Linked DNA regions of Mus musculus: all the other regions are linked to region 1. A link is a contact called in public HiChIP or PLAC-seq and promoter capture Hi-C data. All regions are on one chromosome and are shown on one strand. The core of a region is the stretch at or near the end of the contact, and the rest is flanking DNA. Distances in the headings are between cores, read along the strand shown. Region 1 holds the start of Ccn6 (cellular communication network factor 6). Region 2 overlaps E130307A14Rik (RIKEN cDNA E130307A14 gene). Region 3 overlaps Fyn (Fyn proto-oncogene).

Region 1 (4,804 bases), core at 1,558-4,057:
TAAAAATATTTTTTTTTTTTTGGCTAGGAGACTCATCTCACAAAAATTACCAAGGAAATTATAATAGACTGTAATATAAAAGTACACAAACTAGGTCTCATAAGAAAGAGAAAATATGTTGATAATATAAGGAAGTTTGCATATTTTTCTTTTCAGACCACAGAATGAAGCAAGAGAATGTTCTTAAAACAGAGCTGAGCTTTGGGCCAGCTCTGTGATCTTAACTAATTTCCTATTATTTGTTCTTTGAGCATCAGTCTTCTGTGAAATGAGCTTAATATGCTCTTGGTACAGTTGTTTAGACAGTTAAGGTGATTAAGATAAGGACTAAATGTCTGGCATAGTGTTTGATATCTAGTGGCTATTCACCATATCAGTGATGTCATCAAACCCTTGGTTATGTTTGTAAGTGTGCCCCAGGAAAGTTTGGCCTAGGGGTAAAAATAGAAGAATCAGTGCCCCAGGCTTGCAGGCAACCAGTCTAGATGAAACCACAAGGCCCAGTTTCAGTGAGAAACCCTGACTCACAAAATAAGGTGGAGAGTTAGAGGCAGGCACTCAGTGCTGTACACTGACTGCCATGTAGACACAGACATGAGCACATGCATGTGTGCTCACACTTATGCCATATGTACACACACCCCTGGTCATCACTACTCATAAGTGGACTCTGGGGGAGCAGCTGTCAGGAGTGTGCTGACCTGACCAATGGATTCACACATTTGTAGATTCGCAGTTGAATGGACAACTGGAAGACTGCACCTTACTGAAGTGCATCACTGGGGCTGTATCAGTACATCTTGTCTCCTGCCTCTACTAGCTCACAGGTGATTCCACTAGGCTGCTCTCAGGGACCTAACATCTGCTTACATCATCACCTGCCACCATCACCTGCCCCTGCCACCAGGTGCAGCAGATGCAGGCTGTGTATAAAAGGACTGCCTGACACCCAGCTCTCTCTGTTCTCCACATTCTCTCTCTCTCTCTCTCTCTCTCTCTCTCTCTCTCTCTCTCTCTCTCTCTCTCTCTCTCTCTCTCTCTCTCTCTTTCTCTCTCTCTCTCTCTCTCCCCCCTCTTTATCCTTGGAGCCCCTTTCTCCCCTCTCTGCTGCCCCCCATCATGGATCACTTGATGCCTCTACTCCTTCCCCAGGCCCCCACTCTTCTCCCTTCCCCCAATAAACTCGCTTATACCAGATCTGTTGCATGGCGTAATTTCTCAGGGGCACACCTTGCCTCTTTATATTTCATAACATCCTCTTTCTCTGTTTTTTCTCTCTGTGAGATGAGTTGCCTCCTCTATCACACACTTCTGCTGCCATGCTGTGTCTCATCAGAGGCTGAAATGTCCAGCCAAGAACCATGAACTTAAACCGAGAGCCAAGATAAACCTTCCTTTAATTATTTTTCAGGTATTTTATCACCATGACCAAAACAAAGCAAAACAACAAACAAACAAACAAACAAAAAACCCACACATAATTAAGGCAAAATTAATCACGAATGATAATTTGTGGTCTAAGTACAATATCTCTTTGTATTTGCACTTGTTTTCTATTCTGTACATTTCTCTGTGTGCTAGAATATTTGCTGTTTAAGAACATGCTCTAAAAAAAACTAAAAAAAAAAAAAGAACATGCCCTAGTCCTCAGTTGACAGTAACCACCTGCCTCTCCTGAGAGTGTAGAACAGGAGAGAGCTGGGCACAGAGCTATTGAAGAAATGTCCTCCAGCTGTGCCAGCAGGAAGAACCCATCGCTGAGATCCTTCTTAGGAGCCTTCTGAAACCTCACACCTCTAGACGGTATAACAACTCCCCTTACTGTATAGAATACCTCTGCTGCCCCAGCCATGTTCAGCTCCAACTCCTTACCCTTCCATGTTTTCTATGTCACCGGAAGAGGTCAGAGCCAGCAGTGACCTTCATGTAAATAAATCAGCAAGTAACTCTGTCTGCTTTAATCTTCTCAATCAAAAACACTAAGGCAATGAATTGCTCATTTTAAATTAAACTTCATATGCTCTGCCCTCCGAATTATTTAGAGCTTCCACGGACAGATTCACTCACAAAAAGTGAAAGACCCAAGGCTTGAGAAAAGATAAAGTAAAAGTTTAACACTAAATGTTCCTTCCTAAGCGTTCCTTTCAAACAAGGACAGGCTTAGCTGGGGGAAAAAAAAAAAATCATTGCCAAACCCGTTTTTTTGCCAGGAGCTCTTTGCATGCTACAAGCTGTGAAAAGGCGAGCCCGCCTGCCCTTGTGTTCGCCCGCCCGCGCCTGCAACCTCTCATGAAGGGATCATGTTTACAGCTGTGGCCGTCAGTGCTACCCATCCGAGAGCTGGGGTGGACTGTGTAAATAGACATAAGGGAACACTAGTGGACTGTTCACACATTGCAAGAAGGCTTCAGTGTGTACACCTCAAAGGGGGAAGTGTCCAGCATCGAGACGAAACTCCCAAGCTAAAACTGAACGTTCTGGAAAGGAAAATGGCTCCCCATTTCTCATTAAATAATTACCCGTATATTTCCCCCATTTCTACCTTGCAGCTGTACTTTGGGCCTGGAGATGTACAGCTGGAGTCTGAATGTGAAACAAGGACTTACCTGTGTCAGCCCAGTCATGAGCAGAGTGCAAAAGAGGAGCCTACGCATGATGCCGGGAGGATGGAGAGATGGAGAAGCGCCAGGCACAAAGCTCCCCTGTCTCCTGCACAAGGAACCACGTCTCCACCTCCTGGGCTTCAGACTCCCGGGTTGCACTTTCCGTCTGAGGATCTGTCCCAGTGCCCTGCGGATTTCACTGGACTTCTAGAAGCTCCTTGGGTCTGCACGGTGTGCGTCAGGAGGGGCCAACACCTTCCTACAGGGACTCTGCGAGAGCAAGTGGAGGTTGTTCTCTGAGGGAGGACGGACATCCTGTTCTTGAGATCCAAGCCCGTCTTCCAGGAGTTGGGTGGCATTGGACATCTTTCCCACCTTGCCCTTGGTCTCTCTGATTTCTCTGCCGGGTGTTGGTCCAGTCTCTCCCCATTTCATGTCACTTGAGTTTCATGTCCTACCAACAGCAGATTCTAGAGGCCTTTCCTGAGCTGGTGAGCAGCCCCCACCCCATGTCGTCCTATACTCCGACACATCTCACCCCTGGGGCAATGGTAAGGGGTTAACCTAGTGGGTGTAAGTAGACTCCCCACAGCACATTTGCTTAAACTAGGCTCCTATCTGCAGTTGTAGTTTTGTGGGAGACAACAGAAAATTAACCCTAGGTTTCCCCAATTAGGTTTTCCCAATTAGATTTTCCCAATTAGAAAATTGGAGTGAGAATTTTTTTTAACATACGAAACACTACAAGATGCCCATTAATACATATAATTTTGTTTTTGTGTATCAGTTAAAACAATCTTTAAAACTCTAAAAAGTAAGTTACTCTGAATTTGAACCATTTCTCCAGAAACACACCATGTGTGCACACACATGTGGCCACCAGCCTGTCCCCTCCTGTGTTGTCACCAGGACAAGAGTTAAGAGTATCCATTTTAACCTTTGTTCTTTCTCTGTCCAAGTCTTGTCTTCCTGAAGATCCAGCAGGCGAAACCTACCTTCCCACAGCTCTTCTCCCTTTGGCCTGTCACGTGATCTACAGTGTCCGGGCCTCTTTCTTCCCACCCTTATGAGCATGAATTTAGCACATAAGTAAGGCCTCCCACAGCGGTGACCTCTGGGAGGCTGTGCTCCCACAGAGCCAATAGCACATGAGCATGCACACATCACAGTAGCCTGCAGCTATATGTGCACTGGGCCACCCAGATGGTACCCTTCTTAGTTAGGGGTTTACTGCTGTGGACAGACACCATAACCAAGGCAACTCTTATAAGGACAACATTTAATTGGGGTTGGCTTACAGTTCAGAGGATCAGTCCATTATCATCAAGGTGGGAGCATAGCAGTATCCAAACAGGCATGGTGCAGGCATCTCAAGGCAAACAGGAGAAGACTGACTTCCACACAGCTAGGACAAGGGTCTTAAAGCCCATGCCCACAGTGACCCACCTATTCCAAAAAGGCCACACCTCCAAATAATGCCACTCTCTGGGCCAAGCTTATACAAACCTCACAGTACCCTTTTCATTTGCCACCCTAAGGTCTTGGATCAGTTAAATGTCTGGCAAATGGATCTTGAAGAAGGGCTTATGTTGGCTCACACTTGGAAGGCACAGTCAATCATGGCAGGGAAGTCATGGCAAGAACATAAGGCCACTGTTCACAATGCATTCACAGTCGGGAAGCAGAGATGAAAGTCAGAGCTCAGTTTGCTTTATCCTTATCTAGGCTGGGACCCTGTCCCGCAGGACAGTGCCGCCCAAATCCAGGGTAGGTCTTCCCATCTCCCTTAATCCTTTCTAAAAACACCCCTACAGATCCAAGGAAGGACATATTTCATAATTGGTTCCAGAGCTTGCCAAGTTGATAATCAAAACTAACCATCCCCGGGGTATCCTGCTCCTTGAGAATTAAGACAAAACCCCAGAGTGGCTCAGCAGAAGAGACTGTGCTTGCTTTTGATCCAGCCTGATCTTTCTCTTTTGATTGTCCTGGTTTAGTGATCATCTGGCCTTTGAACCCCCAGGCTCAGTGATTCCTGGCCACCAGACTTGATAACTTCTTCATCCCTGGCTAGTCAACGACATCTCTCTGGCGCTAACTCCCTGTTTCAGACATAAAGCTGCTTTCGTTGGCAGCGATTGGTCTTGCAGAGATTCATGCTCCTCCCATTCACTCTGTGGAAAACTGGCAGCAGCGGCCAT
Region 2 (4,804 bases), core at 746-3,245, 510 kb after region 1:
AGGAATGTGTGTTCCTCACCTCACCTACACTTCATATGGCGCTTACATGTAGGTGCTGCTACTTCCTCGCATCGCACTGATGAGGAGTCTGAAGCACAGAGAGGCTGTGATTGGCCCGACAGAACCTGTTCGCTGTCCAGAGAAGACTGCAGAACATACCGAAATGGTAACAGCAGTCCCGGACGACGGCCTACGGAGGATTCTTGGATCCTCCTGTTGAGCTTTCAGTGTTTGCCCAAACATTCGCCATAGGATATTGGCTTATAATTAGGGGGGAAAAAGCTGCTGTTTTAAAAGAAATAATTTCTTGTAAAAGGATATGTAAAATGTGCCCATTGTTCAAAGCTATACTGAATTGTTCAAACTACTAGTGACGCTGTTATCTCTCGGCAGTAATATTATTGTGATATTCACTTAAGCGTTCTTGCTTCTTTGTAATCCACTAAGTTTGTATGATTAAGTCTTTAATTCAGGCAACAGTGACCCTCTGCTTTGTTGTACTCTTATAAGGGAAATATTTAAAAGACTTGGACCTCATACAAAAATCTACACGGCCGACCTTTTAGAAGGTTCTACCCAGCCACCCCGCTGACTAGATTCTGAAGTTACCTTCTTACTCACAGCACTCTGGCCCCTGGATTCCCCTGCCTTCCCTCAAACATGCCAGACTGATGGCTCTCACAGACCTTTACAGGACCTGATCCTCTGCCCAAGGGGAGGACTCTCTTCAGACTCTCTGCAACCTCACAGACACCATCTCCTGTACCCTGATTTTCTTCACAGCAGCCATCAGCATCTGGGGCAGCTCTGCCTGCCAAGAGTGGCTCACTTTCCTGAACATGTGGTATGACTACACTTTCTGGCCCTCTGTAGCTGGCTGTAACCCTATGGCTTCTTTTGGCCCTGAAAATGAGAGACATGCCATGTATCAGTTATAAGCTTTGAGAATCCGTGTATCATTTGATATTCTCCCTAAGACTAGCCTTACCCCCTGGTGGTTCTCTGGATGGCCTGGGTGCCATGTGGAAGTGACCCAGAGGAAAGTCCCTCCTTCTGACCTTCAGTGACCACTCTTTGATGAGGACTAAAACTTTTTTTTGCTTCAACCTCTGAGATACAAGCGTGTTTACTGCCACCAACCAGTGTAATGTACCCTGACTAACATATTTATCTGTTTTCTGTCTCTCCTCTTTAAATTTTTATCTATATAAATATAGGACTCAGCCGGGCGTTGGTGGCGCACGCCTTTAATCCCAGCACTCGGGAGGCAGAGGCAGGCGAATTTCTGAGTTCAAGGCCAGCCTGGTCTACAGAGTGAGTTCCAGAACTGCCAGGGCTACACAGAGAAACCCTGTCTCGAAAAACCAAAAACCAAAACCAAAAAATAAATATAGGACTCTGTTCCCTGCTGCATCCCCAGTGTCTAGAATAGTGGACACAGGTTCTATTCTCAGCATTAGCTGGACAGCTGCATGAACCATGGCTTGATCACACTGTGTGAGACAGGAGATTTAACAATGGCAGGTAAATCTAACCCTGTAAAGATTAATTCTACAGAAATGTCCATTCAAGCTAATGGAAACCCATTTCAAGATCCCAGGGTCTAAAAGGAGAACTCACCTTCAAGTAACAGAATATAAAGTGGCCCAAACTGTAAGGATAAATGGAGATCTAGCACGAAGCTGGGGGTGTGGGGGCAGGTGTCGGTGACAATCTAACTAACAAGGATTAGCAGTGTTTGTGTCAAAGCTGAATGCTGCTGTGGTTCCCTTTCCCGGTGTGGACATTAGCATTCGAAATGAATGGAGCTTCACAGAGCCAGGATTTTCTCTGCCCTTATCATAAACTGGCCTGTGAGCCCCTCCGAGGACTCCCCCTAAAGCTGTGTGGGCTTTTGTGAGCTGCTGCCCTTTCATGGGCTTCCTCCTCATGTGCCTGCATTGGGACAGGGATAATGCATTTCCTGTATCATGTGGCACAGCACAAGGAAACTCTTTGTGTCCCTACAGAGGAAGAGTCCATCTGTAAGTAGTTTTTAAGAGTGTACTGAAGGGTCTTGTTAGGGTGACTTACTCTCCCAGTTAGATTTGGGTGATGGAGTGGACCACGTGACAGACATGCATAATGAGCTGCTTCAGCTGCTGCCAGTGGGAAGCAGGGACTGTGGAGTGAGAGTCTCACAGTCATTGAGAGCAGGACCAGTCAGGAGAGGTGAGCCTCCTTCTGAGTTGCCTTTTCCCACTGCCACAATGTTCCAGTGTTATGAGGCTTCTGCGTTTACTGGTTTCTCACAAAGCAACTGCCTTTCCAGTTAGTTCCTAATTCAAACTGGAAATGCATGATTTCTGTGCAGTTCCCTAAAGAGCAAGCATTAGCAAGATGGGTCGGCAATCATTCACGAAATGCATTTGGAAGGAGTCTTTCCATGTTTTGTCATGAAAACAGGAAATGCATCTTATCCCAGAATGAGAAGGCTGGATCTGGGTTTGCCTTTTCCAAACTATCTCTTTTCCTCCTCCTTGTATTTTCTTTTCTCTATTCCAATGATTCCCTTCCCTCTCCTTATACACTAGTAATTAATCTCCTAATGACTATGACAAGGCACATCACTGGTTGCACACTTTCTGTGGGTGGTACACAACAGTGACTTACAAACTTCAAACCACCGGCTCACAACTCTATTACTGAAGTGGCCCACCTTGAAGTTAACTTTGGATGCGTCTGGTGGTGCTGAGGAAATGGGCGAGGGGGCGGCTAACGCAGCCATTCTGCTCTGACCTGACCTTTGATGTGACAAGTTCATGGATCAATGATACATCTGATAGCAAATCCAAATCCACTACAGCTGCTGAGATGGCTCAGAGAGGACTGTCAGGAAAAGGACTGACTGGGTAGGAGGCAGGAACTGAGTTGGACCTTCAGGCACAGGTATGTTTTAGGTGTTGAAAGCGCAAAATACTCTATTAGAGATCAGAAAAGTGTGACATTTTGACTGACTTCAGCTTTTTTTGTGACACCCATCTTCATAGCCTCAGTTTTTCAACTAACTACACATGTCAGCTACATAAGTCATCTAAGGAAGGTTTTTAAATAGTCATCAAATGTTTGTAATTGGCAATTAATCACAGCAAAGATTACCAAGACTCCACAGCTGTGAGCTTTATGCTGGCTATAAAGATGGGGGAATTATTTGTCCAGTGTACCAATGAGTGTCGCAGATCAGTGCTGCAGAATGGGAGGAAAACAGAAAATAGGCTCTGAGAAAGGACAGCACAGGCTTCCAGTAGCTTTGGAGGCCTCCTTTGGACACTTTAAAGTATGTCACTTTCACATTGGTGGCTTTAGAGACTTTTTCTTTATGGACAGAAAGCTGTCACTCTACAAAAAGTCCCCAGTTCCTCAGCTACTTCCTTCTGACCGGCTCTGGCTGACAACTCTGGCTCTTTTCTGCAGAGGAATGGCAAAGCCTGGCTGCATCTGTTAGTTTTCACAGAGAGGAATGGCTTATTCTTACGGTCAACAGGGGCAGAGGTGAAGAGTTCAAGGCCAAGTGCTGATTTCCTGACCCTTTCTGAAAAGCGAGACACACTCTAATTTATGCCTAATTGGGACCAGCCTCAAGATACACCATAGAACCACTTACTCTCAAAAAACCATTTTAGATTTGATGCAGTTTCAATACCAGAACAGCTCTTACCTAAAGCTTATTGCCAGCAACAAATATCTCCTAATTTTATTTCATGTATCTCAATAATACTATTTCTGGGAACATATTAATCCCTTTGATTGTGAGTGGTGGAAGAAACAATATTCAACAGCGCTTATGGAAAAAAACCCTTTCTGACCATTTTCCCTATTGTGAGTTCTATAAATACTTGAGTGTGGGAACACAGACACATGGTTTGCACGTGTGCATAAAATGCATCCGTGTACCTCACTTAGTCACTGAAAAGTATTGTGCCAGAACAAATATATGTTTGCTTAAGTCTTGGCTGTGGTCCTTCAGGGAAAGGATCTAACAGGTATTATGTTTGCTGGGGGCCCAAAACCTAACCTGAGACTAAGCTACTGATTCTTCTGTGAGAGATTGTTCCCCAGTGTTTTCATTCCCACACTGCGCTTCCCTACTCCCTACAGGGGCTGAGATCACCACACTCTGCTCCAGAGGAAGAACTCTTGAGTGACTGTCTCAGGAAAATCAGCATGCAAAAGGCAACTGGCCCAGCAGCCAAGGACTCTGGCTGGCTACAATGGGGGAATGCTAAAGCCACAGCGGACTGAAAGGCATCTGTGTTCCCTGTGTTAAATGTCTATTGTTTCCATTGTAGCAGTAACGAAATCCAGCAAAGTGAATTCATGATTTTACTTTTAGGGCCTTTAATAAAGGAGGTATCTTTGTTGTTATTCCCTAAAAGATGGTTTTAAAACAAATAGCTGCTGGCGTCTGGGTGCCTCTGAAGGTGACTTGGAATGATTATGTTTGCTAAACTGGGCATCCCTGGTACTATGTGAACCAACCTTCATTATTCTTTAATGAATCTTTGCAGTTATTTATCCAAAAATTTTGCAGGTCTGACTTGTGCTCACCTTGCTGTGGAATGCTTTAAAGGATGTTTCATCCAATAACAAAGAGAAGGATAAATTATAAATAGCAAATCACACAGCAATGACTTAGATAGCGCTAGGGTAAGCGTGTAAACAATAAAATAAAATTTCCCAGCTAACCACTGCATAACTAAAGAGAGATACACCAGCATGCATATTAGTGTGCACAATTGAGGTTTTATTAACTTTGAAATTATAA
Region 3 (4,804 bases), core at 1,435-3,934, 400 kb after region 1:
AATTACAGCAGATTCTTGCTGCTGTAAACTAACTGTCAAGAGTTAGGGAAGATTTTAGATGTCAGGCTCACAAGGTCTTGGCAGAGAGAGGGAGAAGGAAGGGAGGAAAGGGAGGGAGGGTAGGCGGGTGGGCGGACAAGGGAGAGAGTACCTGGAAGCAGCTGAGAAGGGAGCACACTGAGTGATGCCTGCTTCAGCTTCCCATGATGCCTTCTGCTCTGCAGCCTGAGAATGTCAGCATTAGGCAGCTCCTGCAGAGGGGCAGGGAGGTCTCAGATGATAGATGGCCGGATGCTGTCATTCATAAGCAAAGGCCCCAGAGACACCCTGCCTCCCTGTCACAGTTCCCAAACCTCAGAGCACTGTGAGGGTCACCAGGCCAGATGGTGCCAAGCCCTGCTGGCATGAAGGCAAACCTCAGACGCCATGCCTAAGCATGAGGAAAACTGTGACATTCACTGTAGCTCTGCACATAGAAGACCTGTTGCTTTTATTCTACAGGGTGTTTGTGTGCTTTAGTCATACAAACATTTCTTTTTTAATTTCTTTAACTTTACATTGGTGTTCTGCCTCCATGTCTGTCTCTGTGGGGGTGTCAGGTCCTCTGGAACTGGAACTACAGGCAGTTGAACTAACTGCCATGTGGGTGCTGGGATTTGAACCTGGGTCCTTTGGAAGACTGAGTCATCTTTCCATCTCCCGAAGATTCCTTTTTAATTATGTTTCTTGTTAATTGTGTGAGGATATGTGCACGTATGTACCAGTATCTCCTGAAACCAGAGGTGTCAGTTGCTCTGGAACTGGAATGACAGGCCGCCTAGTATGAATGCATGCTGAGAATTGAACTTGGGTACTTTGCAACTCTAAGCAACATTCTAGCAACATTAAGCCCCTTCCCCTAGTCCTGTGTTTTACCTTTCCTAGTGAGTATAATTTACACATAACAAAGGTTAATTTAAAAGTATACTCCCATGAGTTTTGACTAGTGAAATTTGATTGTTCACACGGACTAACTACACTGGGGTCATGGACTGCAGCCTGAGTTATTTCTCATGGCAGAGCATGGCTCCCAACCTGGCTTTGTTTTAAACTGTTTCAGTGACAGAAATAAGACAGAGCTTGCATGTAGCCCACACAAACAAAATATTTGCTGTTGGCCTTTCACAGGAAAAACATGGGCATTCAACCATGGCTTCTGTCACCTCTCAGCTCCCTCTGCCCTTTCACCCGTGGCCCCCACCCCAACCCCAACCCCCATCCGTGCGCAGCAACCTCTGATCTGGTTTCTATCATGCAGTCTCTGGCCTTTCTAGGGTCTCATCCAGGTGAAATCGTACAGTGCGCTGCCTCTTGTGTCTGGCTTCTTTCACGTGTAGTGCTTTGAGAGTCACTGTCTGGGCTTTTGCATCTATGAGTTCTCCATTCCTTTGTTCCACTCCTTCGTGCTGTGATAGCCTATTACAGGCATGGTTCCCCTCCTGAGAGGGAGGACGGCCTCCTTATGCTTTAACCTTAGCCACGTGCCCATTCTCACTGGCCCCTGTCTTCGCAGGCATGAACAACCGGGAGGTGCTGGAGCAGGTGGAGAGAGGCTATAGGATGCCCTGCCCACAGGACTGCCCGATCTCCCTGCACGAGCTCATGATCCACTGCTGGAAAAAGGATCCGGAAGAGCGCCCGACCTTCGAGTACTTGCAGGGCTTCCTGGAGGACTACTTTACGGCCACAGAGCCCCAGTATCAGCCCGGTGAAAACCTGTGAGAGCCTGCGCTTCAGACGCCTCTTCCCGAGGCCTCCCTACCCCTCCCCATTAGCTTCCAATTCTGTAGCCAGCTGCCCCAGAGCAGCGAGAACCGTCCAGGATCAGATTGCATGTGACTCTGAAGCTGAACTTCCACGGCCCTCATTAATGACACTTGTCCCCCAGTCCGAACCTCCTCTGTGAACCATCTGAGACAGAAGCGTGTTATTTCTCAGACTTGGAAATGCATTGTATCGATGTTATGTCAAAGGCCAAACCTCTGTTCAGTGTAAATAGCTGCTCCTGTGCCAACAATCCCAGTGCTTTCCTTTTTTAAAAAAGAAAAAGCAAATCCTATGTGATTTTAACTCTGTCTTCACCTGATTCAACTAAAAAAAAAAAAGTATTATTTTCCAAAAGTGGCCTCTTTGTCTAAAACAATAAAATTTTTTTTCATGTTTTAACAAAAAATGATCAGGACAGGTGTTTGGGTTTTTTTTCCCTTTTTTATACATATGATATATATGTTAACATATGTTCCTGTACATACACCATGTGGGTGCTACCATGGAGACTGGCCAGCGTAGGCCACATAGCTACAGGACCGGAGTGGGGATTACTGCAGAACCCTGCCAGCAAAGCACTGGTGTCAGCCTGCAAGCCGGTGGCCTCATTTTTTGACTTCTACGAAGCATGACGTCCTCTCCATTTGGACTGCACTTTTTTGGTTCCTAATCATACCTATAGATTGTTCATGTGACTTTTTTCAGGTCCCAGGGCCTAGTCACGAGTTTTAGTGCCAGTTTTTGCTCCAGCGAACTGTGATTCGTTCTTGAAACTTAGGAGTGAGCATTTTAAGCAAAAAGCAGCCAGCCAGTTCTACCACAAGAGCTGCAAGACGGAGACCACACAAACTTCCTGTATAAATATGAATGCTGAAGGGTTCAGGTGTTTTCCTTTTATTTAATAAATCTTGTAACCACATTTAAATGGTCTAAACCCATAGCATTGTAGTCATGGCAACCTACTAAACTTTCTCATGCAACTAAAAATTATGGGAAGGCAAGGGTGGGGGGTTGTACACGTCCCATTGTAAAATAAGTGTTTTACTGTCCTGTACTGCTAATGAGTGACTCTCCGTGTCAGGAGTGCTCCAGTGAATAACTATGCACTACTTTACATTTCATGGGGGTGCACAAAAAAAAAAAAGTATTACATTTTTAGTTGCTGTTTGTACCAACCTCGAATTACGTATGTTTAACAACAAATCAATTCCTATTTCTATTGAGTTTTTTAATACTGACTAGCAATTCTGAAGTCTTAATTCCTTTTTTTTGTTAATGATTTACTTGTGAGTTTACATTTTTAAATTGTTTAACTTTCCTAATTTAGTAATTAAAAAGAGAGCATTTTACATTTGAAAAAAAAATTTTTGTTTATTTGTGTACACCACAGAAGGTACCCTAGGCGTTCTGTGACATACCTGGCCCGTCCCAGATGGTGAGGAAGCACCTGGTAAATCGGGCCACTGTGCAGCGATTTCCAAACGACAGAAACATGCAGAGCATCTGGAGACCCTCCCCACCAAAAGGCAAAGCAGTTATCTGGCTAACTCAGAGTGGCTAAAGCAAAACTGGGCGTACTTGAGCGCCATAGTGTATCCCGCACTGTCTCTCGCTGGAATTCACCGTGTCCTATTTGTACAGGAGACAGTAGTCTTTCTTGGTCTCAAGTCATAAATACATTTCCAAGTATCCTACTTCTAAAATGAAGTTGCTAAGCATGTGACCATGTGGTATGGGGGAGAGGGGGAGGGGGGACTGGGTAGCCATCCAGGCCTGGATCTACCATGGTTCCCTGCAGAACTCCGAACCTCCCCTGCAGGCCAGTGTGTCTGGAGACAAAGTACAGACAAGATGCTCTCCCAGCCTCTGGCAGCCCTGCCTTCTTACAACTCTAAGTCCACCGTGTCATATGGAGCCATATAAGGAGGAAAATCTTTCATTGTTGTGGAAATAATTACCTTTAGAAAAGATTATAGCGTTTTGGGGAGGAAGATGAAACATTTTTTAAATCAAAATTGTTACTATTTTGGATATGAATACCATTGATAGAGTTTTGAAAACTTACGAGGTGCAGTTTTTATCACATAGGATTAGTCATTAGCAGGTTTTAGATTTTTGTTAAGATAATTTTATTTTCAATCCTCACTTTGCATTAGACAATTTGCAAATATTCCCTGGAGGGTTTTTGTTTTGACTCATTGAAAGTCTTTGAGGGAAAAAAAAATGCACTTTTAATTTCATACAGCTTTTTAAATTTCATCAAGTGAGTTCTCTGTGGGTTCCTGTATATAAAAGAAAACTAAGGACATGCATCACTGAGAGAGCACGCTTACGAGGTCAGAGTCCTGGAGCACTCTAGAATAGAAGAACTACAGTCAGGAAGAAACCAAAGAAATGTACAGGTTTTTCCAAGAGTCCAGTGTGCTTTCTAGGGAGGCTCAACTCCCATCTGGAAGTGTCTGCTTCGTAAGTGATAGACACTGGGATCGGGAAACTGAAGTTGCTCACCAGAAAGTTCTCTTATGACAAAGGAAAAATAGCACTTACTGTGAAGCAGGTGAAAATGTTTGGGGAGAAAACCTCTTTGTTGTTTCTCTTTAAAAAAAAAATAATAACATTTTTATGTGTATTGGTGTAAGGGCGTCGGATCCCCTGGAACTGGAGTTACAGACAGTTGTGAGCTGTCATGATGGGAACTGAACCTGGGTCCTCTGGAAGAGCAGCTAGTGTTCTTGACCACTGAGCCATCTCTCCAGCCCCTGTTGCTTTCCTTTAGTAACCCAGAATGAGGACTAAGGACTTACTCTCTGAGAGCCAACTGGGGTTACCTAGTTTGCACTTGGATACCTTTTTAATAAGCTATTCTCTTAAAAGCTCACATAGGAAGCTCACTGGAGAAGGCCATTTTCATAACACAAGAGTAAACATTGGTTCACTCCACTGTCGTTGCACCACACACTCAGGCTGCTGCGTTGAGGGACCTGATAGGATCCCAGCA

What was found. Promoter capture Hi-C pulls out the DNA fragments that hold promoters and counts their contacts. HiChIP or PLAC-seq counts read pairs in DNA pulled down with a chosen protein or histone mark.
Region 2: an H3K27ac HiChIP or PLAC-seq map of stem cell-derived neural progenitor cells shows a contact between it and region 1. The contact joins the enhancer-like site here to the promoter of Ccn6 in region 1. A contact is called at or near these places in 4 of 39 promoter capture datasets (the 3T3-L1 cell line, 3T3-L1-derived adipocytes, embryonic stem cells and 1 more), 2 of 15 datasets of contacts at CTCF or cohesin (the NIH/3T3 cell line and large pre-B cells), 3 of 484 Hi-C or Micro-C datasets (the HPC-7 cell line, bone marrow-derived macrophages and neural progenitor cells), 12 of 115 datasets of contacts at active chromatin or transcription factors (astrocytes, bone marrow-derived macrophages, embryonic basal ganglia and 8 more) and 2 of 9 other capture datasets (adipose tissue and embryonic stem cells).
Region 3: a contact with region 1 is called in a promoter capture Hi-C map of hippocampal neurons, with 5 times the contacts expected there. The contact joins the enhancer-like site here to the promoter of Ccn6 in region 1. A contact is called at or near these places in 7 of 39 promoter capture datasets (cranial neural crest, embryonic stem cells, hippocampal neurons and 3 more), 2 of 15 datasets of contacts at CTCF or cohesin (CD8 T cells and large pre-B cells), 2 of 484 Hi-C or Micro-C datasets (bone marrow-derived macrophages and cortical neurons), 24 of 115 datasets of contacts at active chromatin or transcription factors (the 230-238 cell line, CD8 T cells, T-cell acute lymphoblastic leukemia and 18 more) and 1 of 9 other capture datasets (embryonic stem cells).

Annotation. Positions count from the first base shown.
Region 1 is chr10:39,160,987-39,165,790 of GRCm38.p6, forward strand. It overlaps Ccn6 (cellular communication network factor 6), which reads right to left and starts at 2,808. Exons shown (of 5, transcript NM_001127376.1): 1 at 2,607-2,808. The coding sequence starts at 2,654.
Region 2 is chr10:39,670,781-39,675,584 of GRCm38.p6, forward strand. The region is part of intron 2 of E130307A14Rik (RIKEN cDNA E130307A14 gene); the gene reads right to left. Among named protein-coding and RNA genes, the nearest start is that of E130307A14Rik, 59 kb to the right of the region's middle. Within about 2 kb of position 1,996, at least 83 of the 459 cell types and tissues checked have an H3K27ac peak or open chromatin away from gene starts, as enhancers often do. A contact at or near this core is called in embryonic basal ganglia, embryonic forebrain, forebrain and 3 more, where this site is marked.
Region 3 is chr10:39,562,212-39,567,015 of GRCm38.p6, forward strand. Fyn (Fyn proto-oncogene) reads left to right here. Exons shown (of 14, transcript NM_001122893.1): 14 at 1,553-3,170. The coding sequence ends at 1,761. All of the region lies in intron 2 of Gm16364 (predicted gene 16364), which reads right to left. Among named protein-coding and RNA genes, the nearest start is that of Gm40627, 26 kb to the right of the region's middle. Within about 2 kb of position 2,685, at least 15 of the 459 cell types and tissues checked have an H3K27ac peak or open chromatin away from gene starts, as enhancers often do.